Linked DNA regions of Mus musculus: region 1 is linked to region 2. A link is a contact called in public Hi-C data. All regions are on one chromosome and are shown on one strand. Each heading gives the region's core, a stretch centred on a gene start, on an enhancer-like site or on the middle of the called end of the contact. The rest is flanking DNA. Distances are from core to core; before and after follow the strand shown.

What was found. Hi-C and Micro-C count contacts between places; a contact is called where the count stands out from the background.
Region 1: a Hi-C map of uterus shows a contact between it and region 2, with 3 times the contacts expected there. The contact joins two enhancer-like sites. A contact is called at or near these places in 2 of 484 Hi-C or Micro-C datasets (the HPC-7 cell line and uterus).

Annotation. Positions count from the first base shown.
Region 1 is chr1:179,229,892-179,236,414 of GRCm38.p6, forward strand. The region is part of intron 5 of Smyd3 (SET and MYND domain containing 3); the gene reads right to left. Among named protein-coding and RNA genes, the nearest start is that of Gm31349, 95 kb to the right of the region's middle. Within about 2 kb of position 2,635, at least 46 of the 459 cell types and tissues checked have an H3K27ac peak or open chromatin away from gene starts, as enhancers often do. A contact at or near this core is called in uterus, where this site is marked.
Region 2 is chr1:179,058,927-179,064,895 of GRCm38.p6, forward strand. All of the region lies in intron 8 of Smyd3 (SET and MYND domain containing 3), which reads right to left. Among named protein-coding and RNA genes, the nearest start is that of Gm31349, 270 kb to the right of the region's middle. Within about 2 kb of position 1,280, at least 88 of the 459 cell types and tissues checked have an H3K27ac peak or open chromatin away from gene starts, as enhancers often do. A contact at or near this core is called in uterus, where this site is marked.

The DNA.
Region 1 (6,523 bases), core at 1,385-3,884, 170 kb after region 2:
GATTCCGTGCCACCTCACCCCCAACCCCCAACCCCTATCCTTAGCTACAAAAACCCCGGCTTGAAGGATACACTCTGCTTTCTCTTGAACTCTAGTCATTGTGTGCCTGGTTTCTGTGGCCCAAACACAGTGCAGCCAGAACTTGGGACCTTGCCACCTCTCTGTCATGAAATAAAACTGCTCTAGATGCTGATGCCATCTAAATCCTCATTTTTTTCATTTCTTCCTACAAACCTACCTCTACTATATTCTTAGTAACATCACCAGGAACTTTCCAAGACCCTATTTCCTGACCCCATAACCCAGAGATAGAAACCTTAAGACTCATGAGGAAATACATAGCAGATCAAGACAACCTTTCCTCAGTCAGTTATGTAACCTAAACTGAGGACCAAACTGACCAAACTAACAAATCCCAAAGCCATCCAGAGACAGCAAGTCCCAGGTTTGATTCCCAGCTGCCACGTGGCAGCTCACAACTGTGTGAAATTCTGAGTTCCAGGGTGTCTTAGGGTTTTATTGTTGTGATGAGACATCCTGGCTAAAGCAACTCTTAAAAAGAAAAGCATTTAACTGGGGCTGGCTTACAGTTCAAAGGTTGAGTCCATTGTCATCATGGTGGGAAGTGCAGTGGCATGCAGGCTGAAGAGGCACACACGCATGATGCTGGAGAGGTAGTTGAGCATACTAAATCAGGACTGGCAGTCAGAAGGAAGAAAGAGATGCTGGGCCTGGGTTGAGAATTTGAAACTTCAAAGCCCACCTCCAGTGACTCATTTCCTCCATACCTACTCCAACAAAGCCACACCTCCTAATAGTGTCACTCCCTGTGATCGAGCATTCAAACACAGGAGTCTATGGGGGCCGTTCCTATTCAAACTAAAAAACAGGTTATATGATAGCCTCATCTGGCCTCTGCAGGCACCAAGCACACATGTGGTGCACAGACATACACATAGCGGAACATCATACAGTTAAAACAATAAAATAGATTTGTGAAGGAGAAGATGGAGGGGAAGAGGAGAAGAAGGAAGATGACAAAGACGATGATAACCAATACATTAATGCAATCAAAGAGATCGGTGGTGTCCTTGTCTACTCCCTCATTTCATAGGAAAGTTATCCCAAAACATGGACAGAGCTGAGACCTGAGGCCACTGATAGACAGCAAAGGTGACTGATTTTCTGTATTGTTTTGGGCTGAGGAGGGGTACAGAGAGGTGACAGGTGGGATCATGAATACTGTAGGTAGAAACAAGCTAGAAGCCCAGGTCCTGAGGGGGTCATGGCTGTCACATAAGCACACACACTCATTTTCCACGCTAAGCCATCAGGCCATGCCACATGCCCTTCCCCTTGGACAATGACACTTCTCACTTTGAAAGCAGCATTGAGACCAGTTACTTCATTCATAGCTTATCTATAAAGTGGGGCCGTAAGGACAAGCCACCAATAGATTAAATTTATCACAATATAAAATGTCACAGTGGGCTCCTCGCTTTCCTTATGGAGGACTACCAATAACTTGACCCCATGAGTCACAGTGGAGCAAGGGCTACCTGCTAGGACTACTCACTGTCCTTAACCTTAAAACCAGAAAATACTAAAATATCAGAAAGAAGCCCTGGGGTATGCAGCTGTCCTAGACCAGAGATAAAAAAAGATAGAATATTAATGAGAAGCCAGCCAGAGTTCACGTACAGTGTGTGAGCATAAACCATCCTCCTCAGATAAACATGACTTCAATTACGTCACATTTTAAAGGTCAAGGGCCTAAAGCCACCCAATCAGCCAGCTTAGACACTAATTCTATCATCAAAAGAACAGGGTTGTAAAAACAATATTTTAAAAACAAAGCCAGTGCCAAACCAAAATTAAGTCAAATGGCATTAACGTTCCTTTGTCTTAGCAAGAAATGAAACAGCTTTCCTTAGGGACCCTTTAATTCCAGCGGGCAAATGCGTTGCGATAAGCCATCAAAACACATGGGAGTGCATGCTTTTTATACAAGCACATGGAATGCCAGGAGAAAGCCAAGACCCATCAGGGTTATTTACCTGCAACAAATAATCCATTGCATTTGACTGTCACATCTGTGAACATCAAAATCCCCTAGTATTAGTCCTCTTGGCAACATCAGTATGGGGGGGGGGGGCCTGGCGGGAAGAAATCTGGGTTGTGTTACTTTAAACTTTTCTCTAATCACTTGGTGTTGAAAAAAATAAAAGGTGCTAATTTCAATTTTCATTTCCTATCAGTATACACTGCACAAGAGCTTGCATTGGAGGGAAGCAAATAAGGAAGTGGGTTTTCTAATCAGTCTCTCTGCCGCCCTCTTCTGTTTAACGGGAGTATAGCAGGCAGGCTCACCCACAGTCAGAAACCTCTCCAAGCCTGGCTGAACAGAAGGCCAGATCCAGCCTGGCAGCTCAGCTTGATAATTTCATTCTCTCAAGGAGCTGTTCATTTTGTGACTGAAATGCATTCGCGCACAATCTGAACTGTGAGGCCCATGTCAGGCTGTGCGAGGCAAAGCTCCAGTCCCTTCCTTGACACTGGAGAGAACGGGCATGGCTGTGTCCACTCAGGAGTGACAGTAATGAGAAACACTGTAAAGACTTGCTGCTGAGAGACAGTTCCCACTTGTCACGGAAGTGTGAGGCCCTGGGTTCCCTCCCAGGAGGCCGGGATGGAGGAACTGTGGGAGATTGGTGGGAGGAGGGAAGGGCCCTTTTGTCCTGTATGCAGCCAGCAACTTCCTGATTTTTTCCCCCACTGAGAACATGAATAATTGTGTGTGTGTGTGTGTGTGTGTGTGTGTGTGTGTGTGTGTGTTTTAAGTCTTTATATCCCCCAAACAATGGCATGACATCTTTTCTCCCCTTTAGTGAGATGTCTGCTCATTCTCCTAGAGGGCTTCTCTCATCTAAGAAGCTAAACATTTCGATACCGAGATTTCTAGTGCATTCCCAGATGACGAGTACCAACAACCTTAACCCAAACATACATCTTCCAAATGAAAGGGATTGTCAGGGATGAAATGCAGCATATGTACAGGTGTGTGTATGCGGGGGGGGGGGGGGCAGTCACTTGCCTGCCACAGGGCGACCTGAATGAGCTGCCCTGCAGCCATGGCTGTCCCTCTCAGGAGTGGTAGTGAGGAGAGACAGTGGGAAGAGAGTTATGCTGGGAGGCAATGACTCAGAAGAGCTTGCCTAGTGTGTGTGAGGCCCGAGGTCCATCCCCAGCACCAACACAACACAGCAGAACAATGGGGCCTTGACTTCTGTGTCTATTTCCTGCCCCAGCCTTCAGCCTGAGAAATACTTACAAGCCTGTATTTGACGACACTCCCCGGCAATACGGAATGCTGGTTGCTCTCCTTTATTCTCCCTTCTTCCTTCACCTCAATGTTTTGAATCTTAGACATTTGCTAAATAGAAATATTGTGTGAAGCTTGGGGGAATTTGCTTAAAACACACACTGTAAGTACCCTCTAAGGCTCTTTACTTCCCGGTTTTCCTCACTAAGATGAAATGGCTATTGCTCCATGGAGCCCTAAGTGCCATACAGGAACGCAGAGACAAAATTCACATGCAAGTATAGCCAAGACAAAAGCCAACTCACCCTGCGGAATCTCTGAGAATCTGCAGACACCACCCACCACTCCCACTGCTGGTCCCAGAAACGCTGCAAAGCAAACAATTGCTGACACTGGCAAGGGCTCTCTCTCTACCTGAGCTGTACCCAGCCCCTGGTTCCCCAGGCTGACCTCCAAGTCAACGTCTTCTTCCCTCAGCCTCGGGATTGTGGGGGTTACAGGCATGGCCACCATGACCAGATCTCTGAGGACTTCTTTGTTTTTTGAGATTATAATATAATTATATTATATCTCCACATCCCTTTTCTCCCTCCAGACTCTCTCACCACCTCTCCTTGCTCTTTTTCAAATCCATGGCCTCTTTTTCATTAATTGTTGTTCATGTGTGTACATCATGTTCGTATGTGTGTGGGTACATACATATGTATTCATAAATATCCAAGGACAACCTGCTCTGTCTGTACAATGTTACTTGTATTTCTCAGGGCTAGTCATTCTGGATAACCATATGGAAGACTACTTCTTCCATTCTCTGAACCACAATGAGCTGTGCGGCACAAAAACCCCAAGGGTACAGAAGTGGCACACATACCCTGGCACTAACCAAAAGATCTTTGATTGCACTTAAGACCAACAAGGGGCAAATCATGGCTGGTACCAGGAATCTAGCCAACTATCCAGAGCTAGGGAAGTCACGGATTTTTGGAGTATCTACAACCATCATAATACTGTAAGCCAGCACAGCCCCTAGCTACCTTCTGAGAATTTTTAAAAGATCTAACCAGTCCTGCAATGTTTCTCTTGGCTTCTCCCCCCCCCCAATTTTTATTAGATATTTTCTTCATTTACATTTCAAATGCTATCCCGAAAGTCCCCTATACCCTCCTCCGCCTTGCTCCCCTATCCACCCACTCCCACTTCTTGGCCCTGGCATTCCCCTGTACTGGAGCATATAAAGTTTGCAAGACCAAGGAGCCTCTCTTCCCAATGATGGCCGACTAGGCCATCTTCTGCTACATATGCAGCTAGAGACACGAGCTCTGGGGGTACTGGTTAGTTCATATCGTTGTTCCACCTATAGGGTTACAGACCCCTTTCTCTTGGCTACTTGTGTATAAGAGTAGAAACTCTTATATGTGTGCCGCTGCAGTTGAGACTTTCTCTTGCAGAGAGTAAGTTGTGACTTGTGAGGAGCAGGTGTGGCGGCAGTCCCAAGAAGGCGCCAGGGACTGCAGCTAAGTCTTATGACTTGCACCTGACTTCCTCATACACCTGAAAATAAGCCACAACCATCATGAGAGCTGCGCAGGTGCACCAGGATACTGGCGAATCCATTTTGGTGGAGACATGCCCCTGCTGCCCTGATTAGCTGAAGCTGCATGCCTGGTGAGGTGACGTGGCTTGCCGTGAGTAGAGAGAGAGAAAAAGTTGAAGCGAGAGAGATGAAGACGGAAGTTTACTGAATAAACTGCTGCTAGAAGGACTGGTGGTCGTGTCGTTCTTGCTGGTCGAGAGCGGACGCGACAGTGACTGTCACACCCACACACATCCATCACCCATCAGAAATTCAAGTTGCCTTTTAGGCCCACTTTCTGCCACGTGCTACAGGACTGTCTTGGTTACTGTTCTATTGCCTTGAAAAGACGCCATAGCCAAGGTATCTTATGAAGGAAAGCATTTAACTGGAGATTTCCTTGAACTTTCAGAGAGTGGGAGCATGACAACAGGCAGGCAGGCAGGCATGGCGCTGGAGCAAGAACTGAGAGCTTACATCTCCACAAGTTAGAAGCAGAGAGGGTGAGACTGGTCTGGCTTGGTGGGCTTTTGAAATGGCACTGCCTACCCCAAGTAACACACCTTCCCATCTTCTAAAAAGGCCACACCTCCTAGACTTCCTCAAAATAGTTGCAGCAGATGGGGACCTAGCATTCAAATACATGAGCCTAAGGAGTGATTCTCATCAAACCACCTCAGAGTTCCTTTTAAGTATCTATTCTCTGTGTAAGGAAAATACTTTCTCTTCTTAAAAAAAAAATAATTAGAGATTTACTTATTTATTCTACATATGAGTGCTCCATCTGCATATACAGCTACACACCAGAAGAGGGCATCGGGATCACACTATAGATGGTCATGAACCACCATGTGGGTACTGGGAATTGAACTCAAGACCTCTGGAACAGCAGTTAGTACTCTTAACTGCTGAGCCATCTCTTCAGCCCCCAATACGTCTGATCTTAATTACTACTAAGTTCACGGCTGAGAACCCTATCACAAAAGATGGAATAGCCAGAGGAGAAGCGTGCACATTTGCTTAACGTGAACTTTACATAGTGTTGGAGCCGTTAGAAATAAAGATCCTGATCAACCTCCAGAAGTAAAGGGAGCGAGTTCATTTCCACTCAGGCCTATGGAAGTAAGAGTGCACAGAGGGGCTGAGGTGCACTGATGACGAGCTAAGGCAGAGTTAACAAGGCCTTTTTATAAAGGCCCACCTCCCCATCTCCAAGGATACACGGATAAGGATGCTTCTCTCCAGCAGGTGAAAGGAGGCATCCCTGGAAGGCAGGCTTTACAGCATGCTTCAGGGAAGAAGGGTGAGACACTGAAGGCATACTTCCTGCTTCTGCTGTCTGCTCAAACACTAAGACCACCCCCAAGCTCCGTCACCTATGACGCTCCAAATGTTCATATATCAGAGTCTACTGGCTGACTCCAAGCTTGAGATGAACCCACTACCTCCCTCCTACTTCCCAAGCCCCAGCCCTGGACTCCGGGCTCCTTTCTGTGCATTATCTTTGTAGCCCTGTCTTCCTCAGCCTTGCTAGTCTCTCTCCTTCCACAACAACCACTCAGGGCTCTACACATGGGTCCTTTGCCCAACTGTACGCGTGCCTGCCTTTTATAAAATAGTGGTGTCTC
Region 2 (5,969 bases), core at 30-2,529:
TGAAGCATTAGAGGTACCAATCCGGGTTTACCTTGCAACAGGAAGCCACAGACAACTCTACTTGCTAGGTTTGCAAGCGCTTGATGTTGGAACTCTTGTGCTAGCTTAATTTCAGATGGTTCTCATTAAAATGGAGAAAGAGAAGGGCGATCTGCCTTCCTGTGTTTCCTGTTATCCGATCCCCACGTAAACTCTAATTAGATTGATCAGAGAGGAGGAGGAGGATAGGATCGGAACGGAATTAAGGAACACTTATAAACTTCCCTAGTGAGGCAACAATTCCAGTGTGTTAAAAGGAAGAAGGGGTACTCTGTTACTTTATATTAAAAAGAAAGTAGCATACGGTTCAAATAGCATGCCTGTCCTCTGGAGAGGGGCAGGGAGCCCTGAAATAAAACCCAGGATGGGAACAGTCTAATCTTCAGTGTCTTTGACTGCAGTACTTTGGTTCATGGATAACATACTGGGACTAATAGATTAGCTCACAGGCTCATTCAAGAACCTTTATGATTAACAGGAAACATCAACTGGAACCAATTTCCACTTCCTTTGGCAAAAATACCTGAAAGCAGTCCAGGTTTAACTTAGGGGGAGAAAACGGTTCTTTCATAACATGGGAAAAAAGGCTGAAACCAGAGCATTCACCATTGTATGAACCCCACGGCAGCCAATGGGCACAGTGGGCACGAAGGGGTGTGGAGGGAAAGGCAAGAATGCTTGCTACTTAAGACAGAATCAAACTGCTGTGTGCCCCGATCAGGCATTAGGGAGCAAAGGTGTGTCTGCTTTTCACTCTGGCACAAACCGGCTTTGTAGAAACTACACAGTTTTACAAGGCAATGTCCGTGCAACCCATCTCAGGTTCAAGGTTAAATTTCCAGTGACGGAGAAGTTCCAGGAGGAAGGGGACGTTCACGTCACAGCGAAGCTCCTGCAACCACCAAAGCCATTTACACTGGCAACACCCGCATCTACAAAAGTTGGGGCTTTCTGAGAGCTGAGCCACACCAGTGGAGCCTGCTGACGATCCGTTTTTACAGGCAGCATTCTGCAGGGAACAGGCATGATGGACCAACATGCAGAGGCAGTTAAACATTCTGGGAGGATATTTAAGGGAGCACCTCTTTGCATCTTCCCCATGCTGCAGAGTCAAGCGCCTGAGAACGCACAGTGGGGATCATACAAAGCGTGAGGCTACTGGCTTGGCTCGCAAAGGCACATTCAAACGAATTCTTTTCACATTTGTGGAGAAACTATCCAACGGATGGCTTGTGCGGCTGTAAATGCATGTGACTCAGGCCGAGTTCTGCCAGTCTCCTTTTGTAAACACCACGAGGTGGGAGGTTTGAGACTCTGGGAAAAATGCAAAGATTTTTACAGGAAAACTGTCCTAATGCAGGCAGCCATGAAGATAAAGTACACCCCGCCCCCTGCGTGCCCCAAATTTCAGGACAGGTTTTATTTTAATGGAGACTGAAACCACAGCTCTCTGCTCCTTAATCTTTTTTATGTCCCTTACTGGGAGCAGCTGCTTTCACTCACCTCTACATACAGACAGGAAATTGCTTCAAACTACAACAGAACAGATTTAAGGGGCAACATCCTGATGGTGAAGGTTAGGATGGGCTAGATGCAGGCGTTCCAAAGACATTTCAAAATAGGATGAGGGCTGGCTGTGTGCTAGAGCCCTCGCCAGGCCATTGGCTTGATCCCCAGCACTGAATTGATCACTGGACAATTTTAGGTCGCAGGCTCGAGGCATTGTGTGGCAGAAACCACGAAAGCAGCATCAAGGAGTTGGGACTCAGCTCCCAGCTCTGCTGTTGGCCAGTCAGTTGCAAGACTCAGAGCTAGACCCAGTGCCTCGGTGAAAACTCGATTATGGTTACCATGGAGATGGAAACTAATCGTTCCAGTCCATTGGTCACATAGGTGTCTGCGGTGCCTGAGGACAGTTCTTAGACTCAGAGAGTAGAGACTTTGAGCATGTGTGGTCCTGCAAATTGCAAGCCCCTTCCTTCCTTCTTTCTTCCCCTTCTTCCTTCTATTTTAAGCTGAGTTTTCTCCAGCACCACCCCAGCCAGAACAGAGAGAGTATGTGGCACAGAACAAAGACTGTACTCAACATGGCACCGCCTGTTGCCAAGCCCAGACTTGGACCAAGGGTATTTAATTTGTGTGCTTCCCCTGACATCCATGATTGTAACGGTCAGTAGGGGTGATAGCCAAAACCCAGGCAGCTTATGGCATTTGTTTATCTCCTAAGACAAGCACATCAGATTACTTAACCTGTAATCCCCAAACAAGTGGTGAGTTTGGCTGGGGCCCACACTTGCAATTTCAGATAACCAGTCAGTCCTGTGACACAAGTGTAGAGACACTTTTAAAGAAGGTCAGCGCTGGGGTAACCAAAGAAAATTATGTCATTAGGGAATCAGAAGCCACGCCTTAATATCTGTTAGTGCAACTTCTGGTAGCACACTAATCTATCTTTCTCTCTTTTATTTTTCAGAGCTTGGATGCACAAATCCACAAGAACTTCCTTATGCTTAATGAGGCCACATCGGACTCCTCTGACCTCGTGCCAAATGAACAAAAAGCTCAAGAAGACTATGTCACAGTTTGAGGGGTACAACATCAAAACTTTGCTTAAAAGTAGAGGAGGTCTATCTTGTCTTTCAATAAGTATGCAGACACATACTTCCGGAGTCTGGTGCTCCTGAGGGGTGCAGGGGTCACTGCAGAAGGCCATCACTCCCAGGCTATGGGGTTGACAGGGCCACCCCTTTTTCACCTTGGGAAGAGAGGAGGCCAGCATATGGCATGGCTCTTCTTCATCCTACCTCATAGCCACAAGTGACCCTGCTCTGAACCACCAAGACTCGGATGCTCTTCTTAGCAACTGTGCATCCCAGGGAAGTGAAGTGCTGTCTGGCTGCATGGCCCGTCTTTCCCCTGGCGCCCCACCAACAGAAAGCACATGTCTGCATTTTATATTCCCGTAAACTCCAGCCTGGCCCCGGGCCAGAGACCTCTTTGTAATGTCAAAGATAAAAGCTCTGGCTGTGTTTGGCACCCTGCCCCCACCTCCATTTCCTTGTAACCGTCTTATAAACTGAGCATGCATGACTGTTAACAGAGCTTTCCAGACAGAGGTCTGACGGTACTCCAAAAAAACGTCCCCAGAGGGTGAGTGGAGGTGTCCCTATGGCCTCACAGCCCCCAACGAGAAAGGCTGGAGAGGGGCAAGGGATCGCACACAGGACCTGCTGGGAACTGTGGGGAGATCTAGAAATACAGACTCAAATGCATTCTCTGAACATTTTAGCTCCCCAAAGAGGGTGTTCACTGAGCCAGGGTCCTGGGCATATTTCACTGGAACCCAGCATGCTGACAACATCAAATCTTTTTGGCTCCAAACAGTATAAGTATAAACTATATTGCTGTAATATAAGGTCCTCATCAAACTTTGGCTGTCCTAAAATGGCATTTGGGGTACACAAAATGCTGTGATTCTCTCTTCTCATCTCAGGGTCCCCAGTGCCAGGGGTACTGTGGTGTCACCTAAGGAAACTTGTAAGATCTTACTTTTTGCTTCTTTTTAATTATTTTCTTTTTGGGTTATACTCTTTGTATGTCCAAATTATATGGCCCTAGCCATTACCATTATACTATCCATTTAACATTCCAGATGACATTGAAAGTAAAAACTTAGTGTTAGTAAGTGTTCATAAACTGGAATGTATAAGGGTTTCTTTTTTGAAGTAAGCTAATATAAAAACCTCTTTCTCAGTGCAAGAACATGGGTTGGCAGGGCACTGAGAAAGCTCTCTATGTGAAGGCTTCCGTTACTCGTCACAAACAGGAGCTGGAATGTTATGTATCTGCTTGTCTTTGTATGTCACAGGCTTTGGTTTACTCTGCTAGGCTGCAGCATCTTTCTCTCCACTCTACTGAAATTGCATAGACAGACATTCACACACACACTCTCTCTCTGCACAGGAGAACATATAGGCATAGAGTATACACACTCTACACAGGCAGACAGGCACACAGGCATGCATGCACACACACTCTGTACAGGAGGACATATAGACATATACTATGTGGACATTCACATGCACACTCTACACAGGCAGGTAGGCAGACAGACAGACAGATACACACACATGCACACACACACACTGCACAGGAGGACATATAGACATATACTATGCACAGATATTCACATGCACACTCTACACAGACAGACGACAGACAGACAGACAGACAGACACACACACACACACACACACACATACACACACACACACACACACACACACACACACACTTCCACATCCCAGGGAGGTACTTCCGGGTTGCCGAGCGCTTTGGCTTCCCCTCAGGAAGACTGTATTTGTTCCTTCAGCTCTTCCCCTCCTCAAGATCTTAGAGCAGTGGATGTGTGTGCAAATTGCCTGCAAGATCTCCTAAGAACATAGGCCCAGGTCACCTTGGCAATAGAGGGACAGACAGGTGCTCTAGTGACATCAGATTCCTTGTGACTCTCATGTATAATCAAGTCTGGAGACTACCAGGTTTGGAGGGCCTCAGCCTTTGATCTGTTTAGGGTTGTTTTTTGTTTTGTTTTGGTTTGGTTTGGTTTGGGTTTTTTTTTTTTTTTTTTTTTTTTTTTTTTTTTTTTTTTTTTTTCCTGAGACAGGGTTTCTCTGTATAGCCCAGGCTGACCTGGAACTCAGAAATCTGCCTGCCTCTGCCTCCCAAGTGCTGAGATTAAAGGTGTGCGCCACCACTGCATGGCTCTTTGATCTGTTTTTTAAAGATAGGCTTTTATTTATGTGTTGGGGGAGGCATTCCAGAGGAGGCCAGAAGAGGGACTCTGATCCCATGAAGCTTGACTCACAGGTGCTGTGAGCCCCGCTCCACCTAGGTGCTCAGGACAGAACCTGGGTCCTCTGCAAGGGCAGCAAGCATTATCAATGGCTGAGCCATCTCTCTAACCCTCAGCCTTTGGCTTCGATCTCCGGGACCATATGCAGCATTTCAGGCAACATCATTATGACTTGCTGAAAGTGCTCATGGTTTGGGGTTTTGTTTTGTTTTGTTTTGTTTTCTTTTGTCTACTTGATTTAAAATTGTTCTTCCATGTCCTCTGGGTTTGCACAAATTAGTTTATTTACAACAGATATACAGAGTGATCGATACACATCACCATGATGAATGTTGTACCCTTCAAATGGTCTCTACTTCAATACACTGTACATGAAGGCCAGGAACTGAAACTGCAGGTTCAGATGACAGGTAGTTTTGGCATGGAGAGGCTTACAGTCAGGTGGCTACAATGTTACATCTCATCTAAACCTCACACATGGTAACTTCAGGTGGCTACAATGTTACATGTCTCACATGTCTCCTTTCTAAATCTCACACATTGCAACTAGGACACACGCTCTGGGACAAGGGGTAGGGGTGGGGTGGGGTGCAGGAATGGGGACCTTTGCTGCCCAGGATTTGGAGTGAAGGCTTAGTAGGGGAGACTCAGAAGAATCAGCCAAGAGCACAGAAGCAGAGATGGTGGCTGGTCCACAGGCAACATCAGAAGAAAGCAATGGGCTGGGGAGGGCAGTAAGTTGTTTGATGTCCTTGCCCATTGTGCCTTGGTTACCACTGATCTACTGACATCAGGGGAGCAAGGGCTTAGAAAGTAGAATAGGAGAGAGGACTCAGGAGGCTATGGTGAAGGAGGGGCCAAGTGAGGACATACAGGACAGCTTGGCAAGGCAAGAGCCTAGCAGAAGGAAGGGCTGGAGCAGCTACGGTGTCCAACGGTGGCACACGGGGCTTTTCATCAGTAGCTCCGGCATTACAGGTGCTAGAGCAGTGGGAACACACTGCTGACGTCATCCTCGGCTGAGAAAGAGAAGGCAGGGGGCTGCAGAAAAGCAGAGCTCAGGGTGTGAGCCGAA